Regions from separate parts of the Pelodiscus sinensis genome. Here region 1 is linked to region 2. The links are chromatin contacts, called in public Hi-C maps. All regions are on one chromosome and are shown on one strand. The core of a region is the stretch at or near the end of the contact, and the rest is flanking DNA. Distances in the headings are between cores, read along the strand shown.

What was found. A called contact is a pair of places that touch in the nucleus more often than the background predicts.
Region 1: a Hi-C map of an unstated tissue shows a contact between it and region 2, with 4 times the contacts expected there. The contact joins the promoter of UQCRFS1 here to the promoter of POP4 in region 2. A contact is called at or near these places in 2 of 5 Hi-C or Micro-C datasets (blood and an unstated tissue).

What each region holds. Positions count from the first base shown.
Region 1 is chr12:26,393,353-26,397,384 of ASM4963464v1, forward strand. UQCRFS1 (ubiquinol-cytochrome c reductase, Rieske iron-sulfur polypeptide 1) reads left to right here and starts at 2,686. Exons shown (of 2, transcript XM_075940188.1): 1 at 2,686-2,972. The coding sequence starts at 2,762.
Region 2 is chr12:25,916,105-25,920,120 of ASM4963464v1, forward strand. POP4 (POP4 ribonuclease P/MRP subunit) reads right to left here and starts at 1,895. Exons shown (of 7, transcript XM_075940184.1): 1 at 1,745-1,895; 2 at 1,416-1,468. The coding sequence starts at 1,751.

The sequences.
Region 1 (4,032 bases), core at 1,436-3,935, 480 kb after region 2:
GCGTTCCGCCGCTCTGCTCTGCTCCGCTCTGCTCCCCCTCCCCCTGGTCTGCAGGGGGGGGGGAGCAGAGCGGAGCGCGCGGCCAGCTGACAGCCCAGACGCGTCTGGGCTGTCAGCTGGCCGCGCGTTCCGCCGCCGCTTTGCTTCCTCTCCCTGGTCTGCTCGAGACCAGGGAGAGGAAGTGCCCCGTTCGTAACTGCGGATCCGACATAAGTCGGATCCGCGTAACTCGGGGACTGCCTGTATACGGAAACCTCCAAATATACACAAAATTAGATTACAAACTCACATCTGAAAAGCTCCACAATGGTATGATATGCAAACTGAATAGTCTCCAGTTTGCCCTATATTTTAGGTCTAGCAGATGAAGTTTGTTTCATCTCAGTTGAGTTTAAAATAAACAAAAAGGCATGTGAATTTTAAAAGTTCTACTAAAGAAAATCAAGATCATCACAGTTTGCTAATAAAATGTTCTAATATAGGACTAAGACCATATCTCACTCATCTAGGTATACACCCAGAGAAACACCATTGAAGATAATGGGTGTAAATCAAATATGCATTGTGTAGGTAAAATTCACATAATACATGTTCTGCAGTAATAAAATTATTTCAGCCAAAATATATATAAATGGCCTTACTCTGTTCTATTCTATACCACTGTAAAACTGATGTAATGGAGTGGAGAATTGGGCCCCAAATGTGTGCAAATGACTAAAGGTAGAGGGATAATTTGTGGTCCCAAAATGAGAGAATATATACTTTTGGTGAGAACTACAGCTGCTGTGTTCCTCCACCCTGCTAATCATTGATGATGAGAATGAGTTTCAGGGGAACTGTTTGACTTCTGTAGGAGCCTGAGTTCCAGACAGAACGTGCTGATGGTAAGCAATGTATGAGAGACTGAAGCTGTAGAAACTGGAGACTGGTCACAGAAGTGTAGTGATAAAAATAACAAGCGTGTGGTGAAAAATGTGCTTTACATTTTTCAGACATGATATAAAATTTATGGCCCACAAATTTCCAGAGACAAAGTGCAAGATTATCACTGTTTTTCTCCCTTGAAACAGAAATAATGACTAGAAAAACAGGACAACAGTCAAATCAGCTTAAAGAAAGGAGGGAGGAGGGAAAGAGATTTAAAAAGGAAACCTGACAGCACACAGAGAAAGAAAAGAGCATATAACTTGTCTCTGAATTTTAACAATTTTTCTTCAGATAATGGTTAAAGATGTTTCATTAATAACCCAGATGGTGTCATGATAGAGGATGAGATGCGTAAAGTGATGACAAGCCTCACCAGGGCACAGACTGGTGCCTTTCTCATAAGGAACAATTGTGCTTGCTAAGCCATTCCCTGCCAGGAAAGAAAGGAGCTAGCATCGGATACAGGCAAGACCGTCACCACAGTGTCAATACCAAGTGCCAGCTAATTTTAAACCCTAAGCTGAGAATGGTAATAATATTAAACACGTGTGTTTGTAGGATTGTGGCTTTTGATACCAGGCCAACTAGTGTCATATAACTGTCTAAAGATCTAATAGAATTAAACAGTGCATTCCAAAAACACAGCCATGAAGAATCACCATGCCACGGTGGGCATGATGTTTTGGTGTGACAGGACAGTGTTTTCACATGGGGGCTACGTCTACACTGGCCCCTTTTCCGGAAGGGGCATGTAAATTTCACCAGTCGTCGTAGGGAAATCCGCGGGGGATTTAAATATCCCCCACGGCATTTAAATAAAAATGTCCGCCGCTTTTTTCCGGCTTTTAAAAAAGCCGGAAAAGAGCGTCTACACTGGCCCCGATCCTCCGGAAAAAGTGCCCTTTTCCGGAGGGTCTTATTCCTACTTTGAATAAGTGCCGCTTTTCCGGAAAAATTTGCCAGCTGTCTACACTGACCGCTTGAATTTCCGCAAAAGCACTGACTTCCTACTGTAAGAAATCAGTGCTTCTTGCGGAAATACTATTCTGCTCCCATTCAGGCAAAAGGGCCAGTGTAGACAGTTCAGATTTGTTTTCCGCAAAAAAGCCCCAATCGCGAAAATGGCGATCGGGGCTTTTTTGCGGAAAAGCGCGTCTAGATTGTCACAGATGCTTTTCCGCAAAAAGTGCTTTTGTGGAAAAGCATCCGTGCCAATCTAGATGCTCTGTTCCGAAAATGCTTTTAATGGAAAACTTTTCTGTCAAAAGCATTTCCGGAAAATCATGTCAATCTAGACGCAGCCATTCTGAACAAGGATTGTGCAGCTGGCCAGCACAGGTGGCTGGGCTTGGGGACCTCTAGAGGGCCCTTCCCTCCCTACATTTCTGTGATTCCATCCAGTTGAGGTGACTTGTCATTTTGGGTGCAGTATCCGCAACCCGCTAGCCGTCTGAAGGGCATGACGTCACTGGTGTGAGATGACCTCATGTATTACGTAGCATAAGGTCACCAGGCTGCGGTAGTGGTTTGAATGACGTCACCGCCGGGCTGCAGCGGCAGTGCCTGCTGGGGTCCGGGAGGTTACTGAAGCCAGCTGGCCCGCAAGTCTCAGCCAAACCTGGGGACAAACGCGAGCCTGGGTGACGTCACGGAGAGTGACCTTGGCAGAAGCAACCCGAGGGGGCGGGGCGTGCGCACGTACGGGCAGGGGGCGGGGCGTGCGCACGTACGGGCAGGGGGCGGGGCACGTCGCCCGCGCGGCGTCAGGGCTGTCGGGAAGTTGCGCCCGCCCTATGACCGACTGAGGTGACCCACCTCAGACGCACTCGCCGCCATGTTGTCCGTGGCTGCCCGTGCCGGCCCCCTGGCTCCGTACCTGTCGGCCGCGGCGCACGCCGTGCCGGGCCCGCTGAAGCCGCTGGTGCCGGAGGTGGTGCTGCGGCCCGGGAAGCTGCCGCTGGACGCGAAGCGGTTGGTGCTGAGCCGGGAATCGCTGAGCGGCCGAGCGCCCCGCGGAGGCCTCGTCGCCACCGCCAGCATCAACGGTGCGGCACGGGGGTGGGGCAGTCGGGGCTCGGGCTGGAGACGGGCCGCTAGCGGGGGTGGGTGGGCCGCTGTAGCCGGCCGGGGCCTGTGGGAGCAGCGGCGGGGGGTGTGTGGCTCGGTGCGGGGGAGGCCTGGCCTGCGGCTCCAGGGTTGCGTGAGCCGGGGCAGCGCTTCCCGTGCGCGGGTTTCGTCTGCAGCTCCGCTGTGAGTTACTGCCGCTGGCCTGCGCCCGGGCACCGTTTGTGCCCGTTCCCAGCGGCGGAAATGTCCGCAGTGCGCAGGGTCGGGGGCCGGTGGGCTGTCCAAAGCTCCCCCCCCCCCCGTGCGGGACGCCGAGGGGGACTGGGAAACCTGAGCAGCTCTGAGTCGTTTCCACGCTCAAGGATGTAATTGAATCGAATCCAGTGCCAACTGCTTGGTCTGAAGTAGGGCGTTAAAAGGTTAACAGGTACTGACGGGAGCAGCTCCAGTGCGGGCGGGGCCCCTGTCTTTGCCCCACCCCCACCACAGGTTACACGCTGTGGCCCGCTGGCAGGGGCTGCCGGGCAAAGACACTTCCCCTCCCAGCCGGACCAGCAGGGATTGGTGGGCCCCGACTTTCCTGCGGACTCTTTTATGAGGGATGTGAAGGACTAGTCGCTTATTGTATAGTCAACACACTAGTTGACTAGTCATGCCCCCTCCCCACTTACTGCCTCTATTAGAAAGAGGCGGGGAGGGGGGGTACAGAGGAGGGGATGTTTCAAAGTGGCAGTGCTGTGGGGTGCCGGGGGTCTGCCACTTTGAAATGCCCCATGCTCCCCACAGCGCTTTCATCTTTGAAATGTAGCTTCAAAGATAGAGGCGTGCTTATGGACTAATTGAATAGTCTATGCAAATTGCATTGACTATTCGATTAGCCAGTTAATCTAAATTTGACATCCCTGCAGCATGTGTAACAGTGCTGCAGTGTGTGTAACAGTGTAACCGCTGAAATTTCTTAGCAGTTACAGGGTTACCTTTTAAAATAGCTTTTTATATTTCTAATCAGAAGTAGTGATTTTAGATAACTTGTGCTTG
Region 2 (4,016 bases), core at 645-3,144:
TAGCACCACACCAACAGCAGCGCAGAAGGAAGGATAGAAGTAAAAAAACCACACCTCCTGTCAGGGTGGTTAAGCACTGGAATAAATTGCCTACGAAGGTTGTGGAATTTCTATCATTGGCGATATTTAAGACCAGGTTAGACAGATATATGTCAGAGGTGATCCAGATGGTGCTTGATCCTGCTAGGAGAGCAGGGAACTGGACTTAACCTCTCGAGTTCCCTTCCAGTTCTAGTATTCTGTGATTATACCTCCACCTCCAATAACTTAACCTCAACCTCCAATAACTTTGTGACCCTCCCACCCACATAACTACTTTTTGGGTCAGGACCCCTACAATTACAACACTGTAGAATTTCAGATTTAAATATTTGAAATAATGAAATGTACTAATTTTTAAATCCTGTGACCACGAAATCGACCATGAAATTAGTAGGGCCCTACAAATAAGTCATCTATCAATAATCAGACAAATCTGACTTAAAACAAATTACTTAAAGGCAAGAGTTCATATGCCACTAAAAAATTTAGCTATACAATTCCAAATTTTCTCTGTTAAGAGCCAACATTCTCATAGGAATGTCCTAATATGAAAAGTAAAATACAGATAAGACCATAATTTGTGCAAGAAAAGTAAAAAAGTGTCTCCCCTGAAGTGTCCACAGATTTTTAAGAATCTTGTTTCAAATAGAAAACATTACTTTCAGGGATATGTAGAAGTTATTTCCTGAAAGTTTCCTTTAAACATACACCACCAGCTGTTATGAAAAAAAGACAGGCCAGTTTACCCAACATTGTAACATGATGCATTATTCACTAAAACACAATGAAGTTTATGAGGCTCCAAATTTGACTCTCAGAGAGCAGGTAGGAGAAGAGCCAATGACATTCAAATCATTAGGCATAATTATTCAGGATGACTCCCTCCCCCCCCAGTAAATGTAAGAAAAAATTAGGGCCCAGGGCCTGATTTGAGGTCCATTGTCTCTAACCAGACTCCACATAGGTGCAGGGTCTTGCCTGCACAGATCAACTTGGGAGCACTGAAGCTCTGAGAATAAGTTGCTAATCAAAGTGGAAACTATTTTGTGCTTACTGAATGACTCTGGACAAAATGCCAAGACTAGAACTCAATGCCAAGACCATCTTTGGAGCCCTGTAAATCTCTGGATATCCTGCTTTCTATCCCTGCATATCCACAGCTCGTTGTGGATACGGGTGCAGATACAAATTTTACAGATCCCTGTGAGGATGCCTTGATTAACCTCTCTTAGGAGAGGAAAAATACCGTAAACCACAAGATCTGGACCAAATGACTGATCCGAAACAGACACTGTTAACGCCCAGCGCCAGCCATACACAAAAATCGCAGGTGCACAGCCCCATGCGCACAGGCTCAGGGGAAGCAGAGGTACCTGGAGATCCAGCAGCTTGGCAGCCTGCGGCGGGAGCTTGCTGTAAATCACGCCTGAAACACAAAACGCCCCGTCAGCAGAGGCACCGCTCCCCCCGCCCCCACTGCGGGGTCTGGCAGACCCGCCCCCGCCCTAGAGAGCTGGGGGGGGGGGGGGGCGTTTCGCGTTCCCTGCGCTTGCGCGCGACTGGGCCCCCCCCCCCGCATCTGCCGGGGCCACGCACGGAGGAGCGCTCGAGGGCGGGCTGAGAAGAGCCCCCGCGGGACAGGCGCAAGGCAAACGGGGGGGGGCTGCAGAAACCCCCAGGCAGGAGCCCACCGAGCCCTTACTCTCCATCTTGGCAACACGCGGCGCTTCCGGCGCGCGCCGATGACATCAGGACGATGCGACTGAGCGTGGGGCGGCCCCTCGCGCTTCAAGGGCAGCCGCCGCAGAGACCGCGCATGCGTGGTGGATAGAGTTTTCCTCCTCCCTCCCTCCCTCTCGCGGGCGCAATTATCCACGAAGCATTCGCGCCCTGAAATGCAACAGCCTCTGGGGGGCGTTGTTCCCCAAGGCCAATAAGGACCAAGCGCACCGCGCCCGTGGCCCCACCCATCCCCACCCCACGTGGGCCGCACGCGCTGCGAGCTAGGAGTGCTTGTTCAAGTAACACCTGCCCTCCCCCCCCCCATGAAAGGGGCGCGCACGTGCTCCACAGGCTGCTGAACAGTTGGAGGGCGCATGCGCAAAAGCGCAGCCGGAAGCCACCAAGAAGTGAAAGGAAGGAGGGAGGTCGCTGCGTGATGCTGCCTCTTGTGGAGGGGAGTGGAACTGCAGCTTCACCCCTACTTACCAGGGCTGTAAAGGACCAATCAACTATCCAATAAGCAAATGCTTATCAAATATCAGTAGACTAGCGGATTCCTCCCCTTGCTGTCTCTATCAGATAGTGGCAGCCAAGGGGTGGGAACAGGGGGTACTTCAAAGTGGCAGCACCGCACAGCGATCCCGGGCTCTAGCACGGCATTTCCACGGGGAACAGCTAGGGAGTCCCCAGCTGACCCTGGACTCTGGGGAAATGCTGCGTTGAACCGGCGGTCAGGTGGGGAGCCTCCCCACTGACCCCTGCTCTACATGGCATTTTAAATCGGCAGCTCAACATAGAGCCCGGGGTCAACGGGGACCCTGAGTCTGCTCCTGTCTCCAGGCTCCATGCTGCGCTGATTCTTTAAATGCCCAAGAGCCACTGCTGGGGACTCTTGTGCATTTCAGAGCTGGCACACCACGTACAACCCAGAGTAAGCGGGACTTCCCGCTGGCCCGGGCTACATGTGGAGTTCCAAATTCCTCCTTTGAAATGTGCAAGTGCCTATTGACTAGTTGAGTAGTCGATAGAAATTCCATCGCCTACTCAACTAGTCAATTAACCGTTACTTCACATCCTTAGTTGTTACTTCCCAACCAGCCCCGAAGTGCTGCTGACCAATGAGTCAAGAGAGTGTGAGACTGGTCAGCGGGACGCTCTGGACACCACATGCCGGACGCTCTGCACACCCATGAGCTCATAAGACTCCAGCAGAAAGGAACTTCAGAAACTGTCTCCATCAGGCCACCCCTGATTCACCCAGCCTGTCAATGCACTGCTGTCTACATCCATTATTACCCAAACCCTCACCCACACACTCAGTGTCACACTAATACATCCACTGTCACCCAGTCACCCACACACCGAGTGTCACCCCGGCCCCAATACATCCACTGTTGCCCAACCCTCACCCACACACTGAGTATCACCCTGGCCCCTATACATCCACTGTCTCCCAAACCCTCACCCACACACAGGGCTGGATTAAGGCATAGGCTAGCCACGCAGCTGCCCGGGGCACCAATCTATGGGGATCGTGGGCTGCAGCAGCTCCCAGCAGCCACCGTGCAGTGGCCACCCAGGGTGGGGCCACATTAACCCCCGCAGCGCCGGCCAGCAGCACCCTTCCCCTTGCAGCCGTGGGGCCCTGAACGGCCAGGCTTGGCCCGCCTCGGGTAGCCCCGGGCTGCGCGCCAGCAGTGGTAGCTGGGCTGGGCCGGGCTGGGCCCTCCCCCAACCAGGGGCGCAATTAAATTGTCTGCCCAGGGCACTGGAATGGCTCAGTCCGGCCCTGCCCAGACACTGAGGGTCACCGCACTAACACACCACTGTCATTCCGTGTACATCCACTGTCACCATCCCCTCCCCTATACACCGAGAGTCACCCTGATACATCCACTCTCACCCAAACTGTCACCCACACACTGAGTGTCACCCTGGGACCAATACATTCACTGTCATGCTGCCGTACATCCACTGTCACCATCCCTTCACCTGTACACTGTAACCCCACCAACACACCACTGTCACCCTGTACATCGACTGTCACCCTAACATTCACCCATATGCTGTCAGGTGAGGGCACAGGTGACTCTGCATGGTACCCTACAGACACTACCCCCTGAAACTCCTGCTGGCCTCAATTGCTGGACAACGGGAGCTGTGGAGTGGAGCCTGCAGGTGGGGGAAGTGCTTGGATGGAGTTTCCGGCACTTGCAGCTCCAATTCAACATGGGAGAGGATGAGAACAGCAG